Regions from separate parts of the Mus musculus genome. Here regions 1, 2 and 4 are each linked to region 3. Evidence: chromatin contacts called from public HiChIP or PLAC-seq and promoter capture Hi-C data. All regions are on one chromosome and are shown on one strand. Each heading gives the region's core, a stretch centred on a gene start, on an enhancer-like site or on the middle of the called end of the contact. The rest is flanking DNA. Distances are from core to core; before and after follow the strand shown.

What was found. Promoter capture Hi-C pulls out the DNA fragments that hold promoters and counts their contacts. HiChIP or PLAC-seq counts read pairs in DNA pulled down with a chosen protein or histone mark.
Region 1: a contact with region 3 is called in a promoter capture Hi-C map of pre-B cells, with 3 times the contacts expected there. The contact joins the promoter of Eif5 here to the promoter of Inf2 in region 3. A contact is called at or near these places in 2 of 39 promoter capture datasets (liver and pre-B cells), 1 of 484 Hi-C or Micro-C datasets (the G1E-ER4 cell line) and 1 of 115 datasets of contacts at active chromatin or transcription factors (pancreatic cancer cells).
Region 2: a promoter capture Hi-C map of liver shows a contact between it and region 3, with 4 times the contacts expected there. The contact joins the promoter of Cdc42bpb here to the promoter of Inf2 in region 3. A contact is called at or near these places in 3 of 39 promoter capture datasets (cranial neural crest and liver).
Region 4: a contact with region 3 is called in a FOXA1 HiChIP or PLAC-seq map of pancreatic cancer cells. The contact joins the enhancer-like site here to the promoter of Inf2 in region 3. A contact is called at or near these places in 1 of 484 Hi-C or Micro-C datasets (the G1E-ER4 cell line) and 3 of 115 datasets of contacts at active chromatin or transcription factors (bone marrow-derived dendritic cells, microglia and pancreatic cancer cells).

What each region holds. Positions count from the first base shown.
Region 1 is chr12:111,536,398-111,540,099 of GRCm38.p6, forward strand. Eif5 (eukaryotic translation initiation factor 5) reads left to right here and starts at 1,704. Exons shown (of 12, transcript NM_173363.5): 1 at 1,704-1,842; 2 at 1,958-2,151; 3 at 3,011-3,290; 4 at 3,404-3,485. The coding sequence starts at 3,219.
Region 2 is chr12:111,375,613-111,379,286 of GRCm38.p6, forward strand. Cdc42bpb (CDC42 binding protein kinase beta) reads right to left here and starts at 2,106. Exons shown (of 37, transcript NM_183016.2): 1 at 1,485-2,106. The coding sequence starts at 1,659.
Region 3 is chr12:112,587,371-112,590,939 of GRCm38.p6, forward strand. It overlaps Inf2 (inverted formin, FH2 and WH2 domain containing), which reads left to right and starts at 1,414. Exons shown (of 23, transcript NM_198411.2): 1 at 1,414-1,525.
Region 4 is chr12:111,428,393-111,431,998 of GRCm38.p6, forward strand. Exoc3l4 (exocyst complex component 3-like 4) reads left to right here. Exons shown (of 14, transcript NM_001289487.1): 11 at 66-185; 12 at 265-417; 13 at 1,023-1,144; 14 at 2,277-3,288. The coding sequence ends at 2,460. Among named protein-coding and RNA genes, the nearest start is that of Tnfaip2, 12 kb to the right of the region's middle. Within about 2 kb of position 2,184, at least 206 of the 459 cell types and tissues checked have an H3K27ac peak or open chromatin away from gene starts, as enhancers often do. A contact at or near this core is called in the G1E-ER4 cell line, bone marrow-derived dendritic cells, microglia and 1 more, where this site is marked.

The DNA.
Region 1 (3,702 bases), core at 454-2,953, 1.1 Mb before region 3:
AAGCACTTAGCTGGGTGTGCTAGTACCTGTCTGTAAGCCCCTACTAGGGAGGTTGAGGCATGAAGCTAGCTATGAGTTTGGGGCCAGGCTGGGCTACATACTGAAAGGGCATCAAAGTGATTCTTAGAAGTTGTCCATAATAACAGCACTAAAAATTAAAAGCAACACTAGCATAAGCTTTTATATTTTCATCTCCTTTGTGGCTGTCCTGGAACTTGTTATATAGGCTAGGCTAGCCTGCCTCTGCCTCTGGAGTGCTAGGATTAAAGGTGTCAGCACCCCTGGCTCCTACAAACTTTTAAAATGAAGTTAAACATCAGGCCATCGAACATACAGAAAAGACCACTTTGTATAGTGTTACCAAAAATACTTTTGTGAGACAAGCCTCTTACCTCGGACTGGTTTCACACCCTTTTCTGAGAGTTTCTAAAATATTGCCATTTGAGTTCAGCCAAGCAAAAACTCAATCTTTTCCAATACTGCCAAGTCATGATCCATGGCTCACAGAGGCACTGCCTGAGATCTTTCCACTTTAACGAGGGGGAACCTGGATAAGCACAGAGCCGTAAAAACTGTAGAGCCATGGACTGTGAAATAAAAGCTACAGAAGAGACACAAATCTTTCAGTTCTGCATCTTGTCTTTAGTCTCCCTCACGGACATGGTCAATTAGCTTTACAGAGCTTTTAAGTCATGGGGAAATAACCTTGGATTTGGGCAAAATAAAATTGATCTTTCCATTTTAACCTTGTTACAAATTCTACTGGCGTAGAACAAAGGGCAGCCCTTCTTCCACAACACTGCTCTTTCTCCCCATCCAGGAAACCAGGCAGCTGCTGACTAAGCCAGGCTGCTGCTCTCAGAAGCCCTGGGAAGGTGGAACAGGTATTTCTATATTATTAGTTGGACTCTGGGATGATTTCAACTCTCAGTCGAAACTTTTACCAAAAAAAGAAGTTTTTTTTTTCTTTTAAATAATGGAAGAGTGTCTAGGAAAGAAAAAGTCCGGGCTCCTCTTCCGAACATAAATTGTTAGTAAATAAAACACTGTTGCCTCCTCGGGTGCACCTGCAGGGAGTCACAGTCACCAACCAGCCTGGCCTTTACAGACCGGGCTGGGCTGGACGGGGTGGCCCTACGTGGCGACTGAGCCCCGAGGCGGGGGGATGGCCAAACCTCGAGGCACAGCCGGACCTGACTGGGGTCGAGACCACCCTAAGTTGCGCGGGGACCCAAGCTACACAAAAAAAGGTTTCTATCGTGGGAAACCTCAGAGCCACAACCGCGGAGTCTCGGCTCGGCGGCGGCTTGGCTCCCCGAGCTCAGGGAGAGGCACCATATGGGATGACAGGCACGGGCCAGGCAGCAGGAAGGGTGGTGGGAAAGAGGCAAGGGGAGCCGCAGTGTCGGGAGCCTCCTGGCGCGGTCCAGATGAGCAGTTAGATCACGCGTGGCCCACAGAGAAGCACCGTGGACATAGCCGGCCCGGCCCCGCCCCGAGAGAGGACTAGGCAGGCGCCATAGTGCCTGAACGCATAAACTCAGAGCGAGCCGGGCTATCGCGAGACCGCGAAGGCCTCTGGGAAGGACGGAGTTGGGGGGGGGAAGGGAAGGGAAGGAAGCTGGGACAGGCAGGAGGCGGGCCGAGACCACGAGTGGAGCCCCAGGAAGTGGAGGGCGGAGAAGCGTGAGATCGACGTGCATGCGAGCCAATGACAAGAGAAGTTGGGAGGGCCTGCGGCCAATAAGCGGTGGCTGCCCGGTACAAGGGGCGGGCTCCGGGGCCGAGGGTAGCTTGAGCGCGGCGGCGGCGTTGTTCAGTCAGAGCGAGAACATTCCAGAGGTGAGTCCGCGGGGGGCGGTGGCCCGCGCCCCTGCCCTGCGCTCCCGCCCCTCCACCCCGCGGGCCGCCGGCGGGGGCAGGCGCCGCCCGCCGCTCACTGCCTTGTCCCCGCCAGGTCGCCAGGCTCGGCGCTGCTGGTGTGGACGCGGACGTCGCTGGGACAGTCCCTCCCGCTGCTCGGCGGCGGCACCTGCCCAGCCGCCCCTCCGCTCGCCGCCGGCCCCGCCGCTCCGGACCCGGTTTCCAGCGCCTCTTCCTCCCAGTCCCGGGCGAGCCGCGTTGGGTTTATGTCTTTATTTGACGAAAACGGTGAGTCGCGGGCGGCGGGCCATGGCGGCGGCAAGATGGCGGCGCGGCCGCGTGACCCGCCGCGCGTGTGGCGCAGTTTGGGGGGGGCCGGGCCGTGCGGGAGCGCGCCCGCGCGCGCGCCGTGGCTGAGTCAGGCCCGGGGCGCGTTTGTGACTCAGGGAGGCCGCACCTCTGCCCCGCCGGCCGCCGGAAGGGGGAGGCCGGGCGACGGGCTGCGACCGTCGCGTAGCCATGGGGACGAGGGCGAAGGTCGGCCGTGCGCCGAGGGAGCGAGGGGAGGGAGCCCGGGCGCGGCTTCGGCCGTGGTCCTCGTGCTCCGACGGAGCCAATGGCTCCCAGCCTGGACTTGCCGCCCTGAAGCCCCCGGAGTCGCCGAAGCCGCCCCTCGGCGGTTGGCAGGTCCGGCTCGACGTTTCCCGTTTTACCACGATGGCAGCCGGGGGAGGCGCCATCGGCGAAGTTGGTGGCCCCCGGGCCTGAAGTGAGGGAGAGAAAGGGCCCGGATCCCCTTTTCGGCAGTTACAACGCTGTCGCTCGGCCGGGGCAACCCATGACTCGCCGGTGGCCTTTGATGTGACAATCTCCCGGCGGCTGAGGGAGCAGGGTTTGTGTTCCGTGTTGTCCTCCTCGTTTCGAGCAGTTTCCCTGCCAGTCACAACCCGTGTCAAAATGGTGGCCTCCTGGGTTCCTGGAGTTGTGCTTTGTTACATGGGGATGTCAGCTGTTTTCTCACAAGGACTCGGGCTGTTAGAGCTCGGAGTGTTAGTTGTGTGAGGGACTCGGGGACGGGAAGTTGTCCCGGGGAGGAGTGATGCTAAACCTGTAGGGTTGTTGTGTGTTTTCTCCTTTTCTCTTTCAGAGCTGTTGCGCAGCCATTGGTACCTGTATTGGGGAAACATAGCATACAAGCAAGAAGCTTACAGCCTCAGTGGCGAAAATTTTTTCATGTCAGAGACCGAGAACTCTTGCAGTCGTTTATGTCATCCCTTCTTCTCCAGACAGAAGATACCAAAAAGTTGCAATCAAAGATCTCTTCATCTTATTGATAAAGTCACTAATAAGCCAAAATGTCTGTCAACGTCAACCGCAGCGTGTCAGACCAGTTCTATCGCTACAAGATGCCCCGTTTGATTGCTAAGGTAATGCTGGTTTTTATTTTAGTAGCCTGTTGGTCCGCACACTCTTGATAGGTTTTGAAAGATTACATTTCACAGGGAAGACAGTGCAAAATTGAAATTCTTATTTCCTTTAGGTTGAGGGCAAAGGAAATGGAATCAAGACAGTTATAGTCAACATGGTTGACGTTGCAAAGGCGCTTAATCGGCCTCCAACGTGTAAGTAAAGCTTGGAGAAGCCTGAAAAGGTATATTATGGCTATAGTTTTTACAGTCTTTGAGCTATACATCTTTCCTCAATCATGTTAATTAGCAAGTTGGAACTGCGGACCTACTTGATTGGGTGTCATTAAGCCACCCTGGCTGTATTTCAGTTTCCCTGTAATTTTAACACGGTGAGTTTTTGTATATTCACGTGCAACCAGTGCTTTAGTTA
Region 2 (3,674 bases), core at 856-3,355, 1.2 Mb before region 3:
ACAATTTCCAAGAGACAAAACACAATTTTAAAACTATGTCTACACGACAGCACGCAGCTTCTGTTTAGATTTGGAAAGGTCAAATATTACAAAATCTGCCCTCCCTCTCCTCAAGCAGAGCAGAGCGACGTATCTATCCCTCGCGCAGGGCACCCAGCTGAACCTGACTGCGGAACTGCCTCGATCGCAAGATCCAGTGCTAAGAATGGCAAACCCAATGTTGAGAAGTCTCAGATTGCAGCGTGCACTAAAGACCTCACTTTCAAAGCAACTCTGTGAAATCAGTTCACTATCCAACTGGAAATCGTGTCACTGCTAAGTCTCCGGAGAGCCAGTGCTCTCAAGGAAGGGCTCAGTCCTCTGTGTGACCAAGAGCAGAGAGAGGCCCCTCACAACAAAGCCCCCACACCTCCCCTAGCTGCTCTCAAGCAGCTGCAGCAACATCTCACGGAATAGCAACCAGGCAGAAGCCCTCTAAAACTGAGGGACAATGAAGTTCTACACACAGCTCTAGATTTCGGTTAGAGGAGGAGGCCTGCATGTGGAACACATTTGTTTCCTCCTGTAAATATCAACCTTATCTGTCCGGAAGATTAGAAATGACTGGTTCAAACTGCACAGTCTTAGCCCAATGACGAAAGCAACCAAGGACAAGATTTACAGAGCTGGACCTGAACCTAAATCACACTTCCTCCTCCTTAGTCCTTGTGAGGGAACTGAGGGTCTTAAGGGGAAATTACTGTCCGGGTTGGTTGAAACCTTACACTGTAGCCTGTCTTGAGAACTGTCAATGAATGACTTAATCAAGCATTCGTCCTAATAAAGCACAATAGATCATCCGATCTATGATTACTGCATTAGATCCCTAGATGAACCGAATACCCAAGATCAGATGTATAAGTTTTTAAGTGACAGTTCTAGCTGTCACACACACCCCGAAATATCACCAGTCTGACACGGTTACAATTAGGGAGTCGGGGGTTGGGGGTGTTGGGGGAGGGTTCTTGTATTTTATATAAAACCTTTAACAGTTAAAAACTGCTCGGACGTGCTAAAAGAAAGGGATATTCAAGCCGTGGACATCAAGGGGAGGTGGACAGGCTGTCACCTGGGTGGAGTCCTAGGGGCTGGGCTGTGGAACGAAGCCTTCGGAAGGCCCACCGAGCAGGGGCGGGTGGTGAGGAGGTGCAAAAGGCACAGAGGCTGCCCTCCCACCCGGTAGAGTCTAGGGCTAGGAGGGGTAGCTCCAGGCTCGACTCTGGACCCCAAAGGCTAGTCCGGGGCGGGGGCAGGGCGGATATCCCAGGGAGCGCTGCAGGAAATGATATCCAGACTGGGAGGGTGGGTCTAGGAAGCGGCCAGGGCGATGGCCGGGAGTGGGGGGAGTGCAAACGGAGGATGTGGCTCCGGAGCGCAGAACCAGGGAGGCCCGGCGCGGGTGCGAGCAGTGAGAGGCGCAGGGGGGCGAGCGGCACCTTACTCACCCCACTCGAGGAACTCCGCCACATACTTGTCGCGGCGCAGCGCCGAGTGGCTGCACTCGGTGTAAAGGCACACCAGCACGTCCAGCAGCGTCTCCACGCTCAGGGCGCTATCGTTGCGCCACGGCCCGTCCAGGAGCAGCTGCTCCAGCTTCTTGAGCCGCACCTTGGCCGACATGGTGCCGCGCGGCCCGCTCCCCACGCGCCGGCCTCTCTCCGTCCGTGCGCCCCGGCGTCAGAGCCAGCACTCCCCGGCCCGGCGGCCGCGCACCCCGGCGTCCAGTAGCCGCACAGTCCTTGTCGTCGCAGCCCGGCCTAGGCCGACATCTTGGGCTCCGTCCCGGCGGCACCGAGTCTGGGGCACCGGGCCCCGCGGGTCCATGGGCCGGTCTCCTCCCCTAGGCGCCGCCCGCACGCCGTCCCCGCCCTCGGCGCCTGGCCGCGCCCTCGCGCGCGCCGTCACCGACCCGGACCGCGGCGGAGCCCAGCACCGCGTACACCCGGCCGGCGCCCGAGCCCCGACCTCAGCCCGGCCAGCCGCCCAGCCCGCGACCTGCAAGCCAACCAGGGCGCGGCCAGCGCGGCGCAGCCAACCACCGCGGGGCCGATCGCCGCCGCGCTGACCTCAGCGCGACGCCCCGCCCTCGGCCCGCGGCGATCCTCCGCTCTTTGGGCCTCGCGGTTCGCCGTAGGGACGGTGTGGGGCGGGGTACCCAGTGCGAAACCGAGATTGCGGGTGGCGCACGCGCACAGGAGCGCGGGCGGGGCGCCCAGCCGCGCTGTGTGCGCCCTGGGTCCCATAGTTCGGCTCTGTTCCCGATCCTCGGGACCGACCCTCGTGGCCTAGCGAGGCAGCTGTCCGGCGCGACCCCCGGGTCATTACTGCTGGGTTTCGGTTGAGCTCGTCTGAGCTGTGAACCGACAGTGCTCTGGGTCCCAGTGCGCACGGGAGACGCGGGCGGGGCACCTGCCGGGAGGCTCCGGGGTCCGCTGGACGCGCGCTCCCCACTGGGCACGCGCCGCTGGGGATGCGCAGTGCCCTGTCTCATCGGTTCAGAGTCTACCCCGTGACTGATTATTAGGGTGTCGACCTGGTGGGGAGTAGACTGTTGTCTCCAGGCGAGTCGCCGCTTTCACTCAGTTGGACGGCTCAGAAGGTTGATGTAAAACATCCCTTATGACATCCCCAACCTCCGCAGAGGAGGAGCCCTTTGTGGACCCCAAGGTTGCTTCAAAAGAATGGGGGCTTGTGGTGCAGCAGAGGCGGGGCAGGTGGGGTTTGGAAGCCGGAAGCTGAGAGGAGCCTGAGGCAAAGCGCAGGGTGGAAAGCCGAATGGCGACTCCAGCAGGAAGCGACTGAAGAGTCCCTGCCTGCTGGGAATGATGTATGACTTGGTTGGGGTTACGAAGCACACACATAAGCCTCCAAACTGCCCTCAAAATTCACGCGCGTCAGTATGTGTGTGTATCTAACTTAGTTTTTAAGACGCAGGCAAAATAGCCCGGTATTGTAGGTTGGATAGAGCGAACCCTTGTCAGATCTTTATTATTGTGAAGGAATCTATACACATATAAAGTATATTCACGAGTTACTGCATGTGTGTGATGCCCAGTTGTTTAAACTTAAAAATTAAAGCCCAAGAGAATCATCCTACCCAAAACTAAAGTCTGAGCAGCCAACTGCATTTTTTTTTCCTTGACAGCCCTCTTGCTTTTTCTTTGTCCCGTAAGCTTGCCCACGAGAGTGTCTTCTTTGGCTGGCCCTGTCACACTTCCAGCCACTCCCAACGGACAACTCTGAGTCCCTTCTCTGATTGCATGCTGCTGGACTATTTAATCCCTCCAAATTAGGACTTTGCCCTTGCACCCCGGTACCAGTCTGAGGTGCCCAACCCAACTGCCTTCAGTGCGTCTGCTCATCCCAGATCTGTTTCCGCACTGCCTTTTAGGACGCCGTCCACCCCTGGGACAGATCAGACCCAGGTGTACTCTGTAAGCTTCCTTTGAACTTGAAACAGTGAGTATACTTGCGTGGTGGCACATGCCTTTAATCTCAGCACTCGGGAGGCAGAGGCAGGCGGATCTCTGAGTTCGAGGCCAGCCTGGTTTACAAAGTGAGTTCCAGGACAGCCAAGGCTATACAGAGAAAACCCTGTCTCTGAGAAAGAAAGAAAGAAAGAAAGAAAGAAAGAA
Region 3 (3,569 bases), core at 164-2,663:
CAGCATCCAGAGCCACAAACTGCCAGATCTCTGAACCCTGACCCCAGCTACCAACTAGCTACTCTGCCCGCTTCATCCTGCTCTGGCCTCTCATGGCTTGGCCTGACCCTGAGGAACAGCTCCAACAGGGCCGCACCTCCCTCAGGGCCACTGCAGAAGAACCTGGAAAGATGACACAGTTCCCAAACACAGCCACTGCGGTCTCATGGGGGGATGAGGGAATGAGGGATGGTGACAGGCTGAGGCCAACAGTCCTCCAGGCTGGGGCCATAGTCACATTCCTCCTTTTGGGTAAATAAACACACCCTCTGACCAAAGGCCCAGGACAGAGTGAGTAAACCTTGCTGACCCCTTCCCAGAAGGAGCCACCAGACCTAGGTGATGTTGGGTAACCAGAATTGCAGCCCAGACAGAAGGTCTCTGTGCTGAGCGTTAGTGGGGCTGAGTGGCTCATTTGGTGGCTGCAGGGACTGTGCATTCTAAGAACAGCTGAGTCCCACTACAGGAACGGCCAAGACTTACATCCCAGGCTGGGCAGTGTCCAAGAGCCAGTCAGCACCTGCCTTGGCGGTGCACACCAAGCACTTTGGGGCCATCCCAACACTGGCTAGCTATCAAAGGTTGCTTTTGGCCCTGCGCTTGAGATGATAGGGCCGAGCAGGGGGCACAGAATACTGAGATGGACATTTACAGGCAGCCAAGGCTGTGCTTAATCCCATGTGGCAGAAGAGCACATAAACCCCCAAGCATGATGCTGTGTCCAGGATAGAATGGCTACAGGAGATCCAGAGCCCTTCACTCTGCCCACCCGCCACATGCCCTCCACCCAGCTTGGAAGATTCAAGGCTCAAGTAAGTGGAGACCCTTTATTCACGTTCATAAACCTTTTAAAGGTACAACTTCAAGCTGGAGAAACTGAGGGCGCACAGCCCAGGCTAGGGCCAGGGAGAGCACTTCAGCAGGTCCTCAGGACAGAGCTAGAAACTGGAAATAGCTACCTCCAGTGAAAAAAGGATGAAGGTAGGGACATCGGAGGACTCTCAAGATCAGCAGCCTACAGCAGGGCTCCCGTGTGGGAGGCAGAGCTGGACCAGAGGTGGTGGAGAACCTGACCAACTCGTGAGTCCACCAGATGGCCAGCGTAGGGGAGAGATAAGGAACGTGCTAGGGAGCCTGGGCGGGAACTGACAGTGAGGTCGGAGGCAAAAGGGCCATTCCCAGCAGGTCTCTAGAGAGTCCCGGAATGTCCCATTCCTTTTCATCTCTCCGCCCCCGCAGAGATGCCAGACCCGGGTGGGCAGGGCTTCCTTGGAGACCCCACCCCGCCCCGCCCCGGGCAGCACCGCCCCCCACGTGGCCGCCGCCGGGTGGGGCCGCACCTCCCCTTCCTCCCTCCAGCCCCGCCCGGCCCGCGAGCGCGGTTAGACTGTGCGGAAAGCAGCCGCGAGGCCGCCGCCCGCAGCCCCAGACGCTCCGGCGCCGGGACACAGCACTCTGCACCATCTCTCGGCTGTACCCCCACCCGGTAAGTCCGCGGCTTCGGGCTAGCCTGGAACGCAGAGGGAAACCGAGTCTGGGGGCAGTGAGGGAAATGGTTGGGGTTGAGGAGCGGACTGCCGCGTGTGCACCAAGGTGGCCAAGAACCTGGTCCCGCGCTCTTGGCCCTCGACTACGGGCTGATATGGAGATGATGCTCACTGCTCATAGGGTGTTTGCTCCGGGTCGGACTGGAGGAGTTCCCCCACCTTGCGGCTACCACATCCTGACCATGAATCAGCCACAGTTGAGAAAATAAACTTCAACTGGAGGTCCGCCTCCGGGATAGCACAGGGCGAGCTTGCGGCCCCGCCCTGACAGCTAGCTTCTAAAGATGCCCGCCGCCGGTGGGCTAAGGCAGACCTGAGAGAGTGACACAGCTCTGTTTCTTGTGGCTACCCCTGTCTACCCTCCTCCTGGGCAAGGACGCTGGGAATGAAGGTGATCTTAGCAGAAAGCCCAACTATGCTTTGGTGGACTCCCTAGAGGACTATGGGATGGAGAGCCGTCTATGGGCCCGTGTGTCCCGTCTTCTAACCGCTCAGTGCCCGGTGGCACACGGTGACAGGTTGGACACACCAGGAGTCAGCGGCAAAAATGACCCTGCTCCTTCCTGCCTTGGGCTCCAGGTCAGTGCACCCACTCTAAAGCTTGCACGCCCGGGTCGAAGCCAGAGTTGGGAAGTCCCTCCTTACCCGTCCTCTCTGGGCCTCAATTCCTTCTCTAAACTTGAAGGGTGAGGAGAGTGTCTCAGACTGTATCCCTTCAGGGTGTCACCCAGGGCAGGGGGCATTTGGGAAGCAGACACTGTAACCCCTAGAGCAAAAAAAAAAAAAAAAAAAAAAAAAAGGTGTTTGTTCCAAGGCTGGAGACTAAGGCTTCTCCCTGTCCCAACCCATTGGTTGGGGAGCAGCTGTGCAAGTTGACCTAGCTGGGGGTCCCCCTAGGACCAGGTAGGAGTTGCCCTGCCTGGCTCTGCCTTCCTACCTTTTCCTGGCGGTCTCTAAGCTTCCCTCCCTGGTACCCAAGCAGGCTGTTGGCAAGGGTTCTGCTCCTGAGGGGTTAACCTCCAGCTGAGGCCCCTCATTTTGTGGGGGTGCTGATGGCTGTCTAGCTAATTGCACCCATCTCGCTGTGCTGAGACCTGAAAGCACCTACCTTAAATAGACTCGTTCACCTTCTACCAAAGTGCACTTGTTACAGGGGAAAGTTTTCAGGCTTATGAAAGCTGTTGGAGGAGGCAGGAGAATTGCAGGATGGTGGGTGATGGGGACACCTGTGGGTGCAGGCAGGCTGCTGCTGGGCCATTCTGGGCAGGAATGGTGGCGGTCTCCGGAGTAGGCTGAGTCCTTGGGCTCTGTGAGGGTCCTCACGGTCTGAAGGATGGGGCCTAATATTGTACTGCCTGACCCTGCACACAGCAGGTGTTTAATAGGTGCATAGTTCCTTGGCCAGTGGGCATTGTGGTTAGAGAGGGTATACCTCTCTCTTTTTAGAGTGAGCTTCAGAGTTAGTCTCTCGGGGCTACCATAAGGGGAACCATAAGGGGAACGGGCCTAGGAACATCTGATGTAGAAAGGGACGATGGACCCCCCCCTGTCACTGGAGGTGTGAGAATGGGGCCCTAATATGTGGCCTTCACCCTGGTTAGCCTGACCTAAGTGAGGAAGGTCTTGTGAGAATGTTCAGACAGCCTGGGCCTTGAACCAAAGTAGGATCTGTTTAGAGCTACCCCTGCTCAGCACCCAGTACATGGATCTGTTCACAGCTACCACTACCCAGCACCCAGTACATGGATCTATTCACAGCTGCCCCTACCCAGCACCCAGCACCCAGTACATGGATCTATTCACAGCTGCCCCTACCCAGCACATGGATCCATTCACAGCTACCAGGGCACATAGCACATGTCAACACCAGCTGTACAGGAACTGGGTAGGGGAACGTGCCGGCTGAGCCTGTGTTCCCTGTGCCCCTGTCCTAAAGTGTGATTACATAAGGAACAGGACTGGAGCTAATTAGTGCCAGTCCTT
Region 4 (3,606 bases), core at 934-3,433, 1.2 Mb before region 3:
GCCCAGCACGGAAGGGGGTTAGAAACGGTGAACAGAGCTCACTTCCCATGCCCTTCTGTCCCCAGCCTCTATTTAAGGTGCTATATACCAAGAGCTGGCTCACACAGGACACACTTCGTCCCCTCATGGACAAAGTGGTGGACTTTGCACATCATCTTGAGCATGTGACCCCACCACTGGCACAGGTACCAGGAAGTGGGTGGCTGGCATGGGTGTGCAGAGCCCATGGCTTTGATCCTGACCACTACCATCTCCCTCTCCCAGGAGACACTGCAGGAGGTGCACCGTTTTGTGGTCCGCGAATACCTGGGGCAGGTGCTGAGGCCCCACGAGAGGTTCAGTGGCCAGGATCGACTGAAGGGCTCTAATAAGATGAACCTGGATGCCCAGGCCATTAGCAACACCTTCCAGGGCTTGGTAGGAGCAGCGTCTGACTGTCAATCGGGCTCAGTCTCTGGCCAGCAAACCCAGCCAGGAACCCCCTATTCTGTTGTTTTCATCCTGTAAAGAGCCCTCACGGCGGGTGAAGCAGGAGAAAAGAGCTTCCACTAGGCGGTTCTTCAGACTCCACAGGGAAAATGGCAGTGGGGCTAGACTCTAAAGGGGCGGGCACAGGAGGGGGTTTCACTTTACATTGTATTTGCATACATTTGTGGGTGAAGGCAAAGAAGGAATGAAGGTTATGATGGGCAAGGTCTGTGGGAGATCTTTCCCCTCTCGGGAGCACTTTGAGCCCAAACCCCTTATCTGGGCTGCTGGCCTCCTACTGGTGACAGGTTCCAATCAGCACTTTCCTGGTCAGGGCTCGGATTTCCCGTCTGTGCAGACAGGAAGAAAACTCTCCAGAGTCACCGCAGATGTGGTCTGTGGAATCTTATTCCCTGACTCCGTGGAATCTTCTTATGGGCAAGCCACCCGCGGCAGACACACGGGAAGGGTGTTTCTGGGCACTACAGGAGAGGTTTGTAGGCAGAGACTCCTTGGGGGAGATGAACCACGCACATATCTCCCTGTTTCCTTAGGGCTCTGAAGCCAAGTGGCTGGACCAAGCCATCCTGTCTGTGGCTGAGATCCTGGGCGAGACATACAAAGACGACATCCGGCGGCACCTGGAAACACTTATACGGAGCTACCCGGACATCAGGTTAGCAGATCCTCCTTCCCTCCTAGAGTCAGGGGTCACTGGAACCTGGCACTCGCGCCTTTAGCAAAGTGAGTGCAGGCGTGGAACGGAGGGAAGAGCGAGCTTGTCAGGGCCGAGAGAACTGTGGCTTAGTCGGGAAGCGAACCGCGACGGACCCGTGTGCGCATGCCCGCGAGGAAGGCGCACAGGGACCGCAGGCAAGAGGACCATCCCCTCCCTCGTGTTCTCCACCATCTGTGGACGGCGTGGCTCCACTCTCGGGCTCAAACCCTCTCTGGAAGCTCTCTGAGGCCTCGGCAGCCATGAGGAGGCTCGTGTGGGGCAGTGAATCATCAGAGCCCTTGGAAATCCCGGCTTGGCTCTCTCCAGTGCTCTCGGAGATTCCGGGATGGAAAGATCACTGAAAGCCCCTGGTCCAGCCCCTTCTCTGGCTCCTTGCTGCTCGCAGCTTGTTTGTTCTGGTAGATTTTGAATACGGACAACAACGACCCGACCCCGTTAGTTCCTTCTAAGTTTTCAGTTTCCCTACCGCTCCTCGGGGGTTCCCCAACTGGTGTTTGGCCCTTCCTCCCTGGCTCCAAAAGTGGTCTTGGATGGCTGCGGGGAAGCAGTGGGGACGCAGTGACTCAGGGTGCCCCTTTGTACCTATTCCACCCACGTCCACCCCTCCACCACTTCACCTGTCACCCTACACCCCCACCACGCTCTGTCTTGCACACTGTGAGGACATTCCCCAACCTGCCGCCTGGCCTGGCCTGGCCTGGCCTCTACCTCCCTAGCATTCTGCCAGTTTCTGGAGCCTTCCCTAGATCAGAGTTCTTGCGTTGCCTCTGCACAGAGCTTCTTTCCGCTGTGCGCATGCCCCCTCCCCTGTCTCATGTCTGTGTGTTCTAGGTCCAGTTACTGTGCACCTCCAGGCCCACACTCCCGCCTCCTTGCCTCCTTTTAGAGCCCCATCCCCTCGCAGCCTGGGATAGTCCCAGCCTTTCAGCCTCCCTAATCCAGCTCCAGGAATGCTGAATCATACTTCCTCCCAAGCCTGGGTTCCTGCCCTCCCGGGGGTGGGGGCGGGGCAAGAGCTGAAGGGTACCAGGGGGCACCGCTCTGCAGTGGGGAACCTATGTCTCTACAGGCGAGACCACATTCTGGCCATTCTGGCACTACGCAGACTCGGCCGCCGCCGGAACCAGAATCTCTTGCAACACACCCAAGACTTGCTGAGGGCTGCCCACGAGACCAGGCTCCCCTCACACCACGTGCTCTTCGAGGAGATCGAAGTGCCCACCTCTGTGGACGTGCTAATCACCTGCATCTAGGGCTGAAGGGCGAGCAGGAGCCTCGTTGGCCGAGGATCTGTCACCCTCTCCATGACTGACCCCAAGTTGGGAGCCCAGTGAGTCACTCTGGCCCTACCCCCAGCACTGAAGCCTGGGGACATGGAATTTTTGGTCTCAGCTGCCTGGCTGCTCAGCCAGAGGAGCCAGGAGATGAGGCATTCCGGGCATTTGTGGGGGAGTCTTTTGGGGCTGCGGAGTCTCCTTTCAGGACTTCAGGCCAGGGAAGGCTTCCCTTTCTAACTGCTCAGCACATCCACACTGTAGTGCGAAGCTGAGGATTCTAAAAATAAATGTGAATTAAAATAGTGTACAAGGTTGGGCAAGCTAAGCTGGTTGGGAGAGGTGATGCTGGATTGAATGTATGGGAGGACCGAGCCAGTCCTGAGCTGGAAAAGCCCCTGCCTGCCTCAGCAGATCAAAACAGGAGCCTTGGCTCTCCCTTCAAAGGTTGTGCTCCCAGCACCCACAGGGCGATAAACAACCGTCCTCAACTCCAGTTCCAGAGGACCAAACGCCCTCTCTGGCCTCTGTGAGTGTGAGCTTGTGCTGAACACAGACATGCAGGCAGGCAAGACACGTGTGCATAAAGGAAAACTAAATACATTTTAAAAGCAACAACAAAGCAAAGGCAGACCCCACACCCTGGGTCCCTAGCCTCAGACACCACGTTGGTCTTGCCCAGAAGGGGTAGACAGCCCTCAGCCTCTTGCTAGGCACCTGAGCCCTCGTGAGCACCGGTTCTGCAGCTTGCAGTATTCTAGTTTCATGTAGGAGGGACTCTCAAGCAATAAAATTTGCCAGGTCACTGTGTGGTGGTGGTGTACAGGTGGAAAGGTAACCATGCCTCGGGTACATTTCCAGGAGACAGTGCACCTGCTTCCCTAGACAACTTGAAATTTGTCTATAGCCTGTAGGCAAAGGCTGGAGACCTGTTTTCATTGTTGGCTCCAATTCCCAGGGAATATGTGAGCCAAACCAGGATTTACAGAGTTGATGGCACGGGGCTGTGATGGCTTTCTTACTCTACTGTTCCCCAGCAGACTGCCACTGTAGCTTTGGGCTTGACCCTGACACTAGCTTATGTGGGGATAAGTAATTGCATGTGGTCTGGGGTCCCAAAAGCCC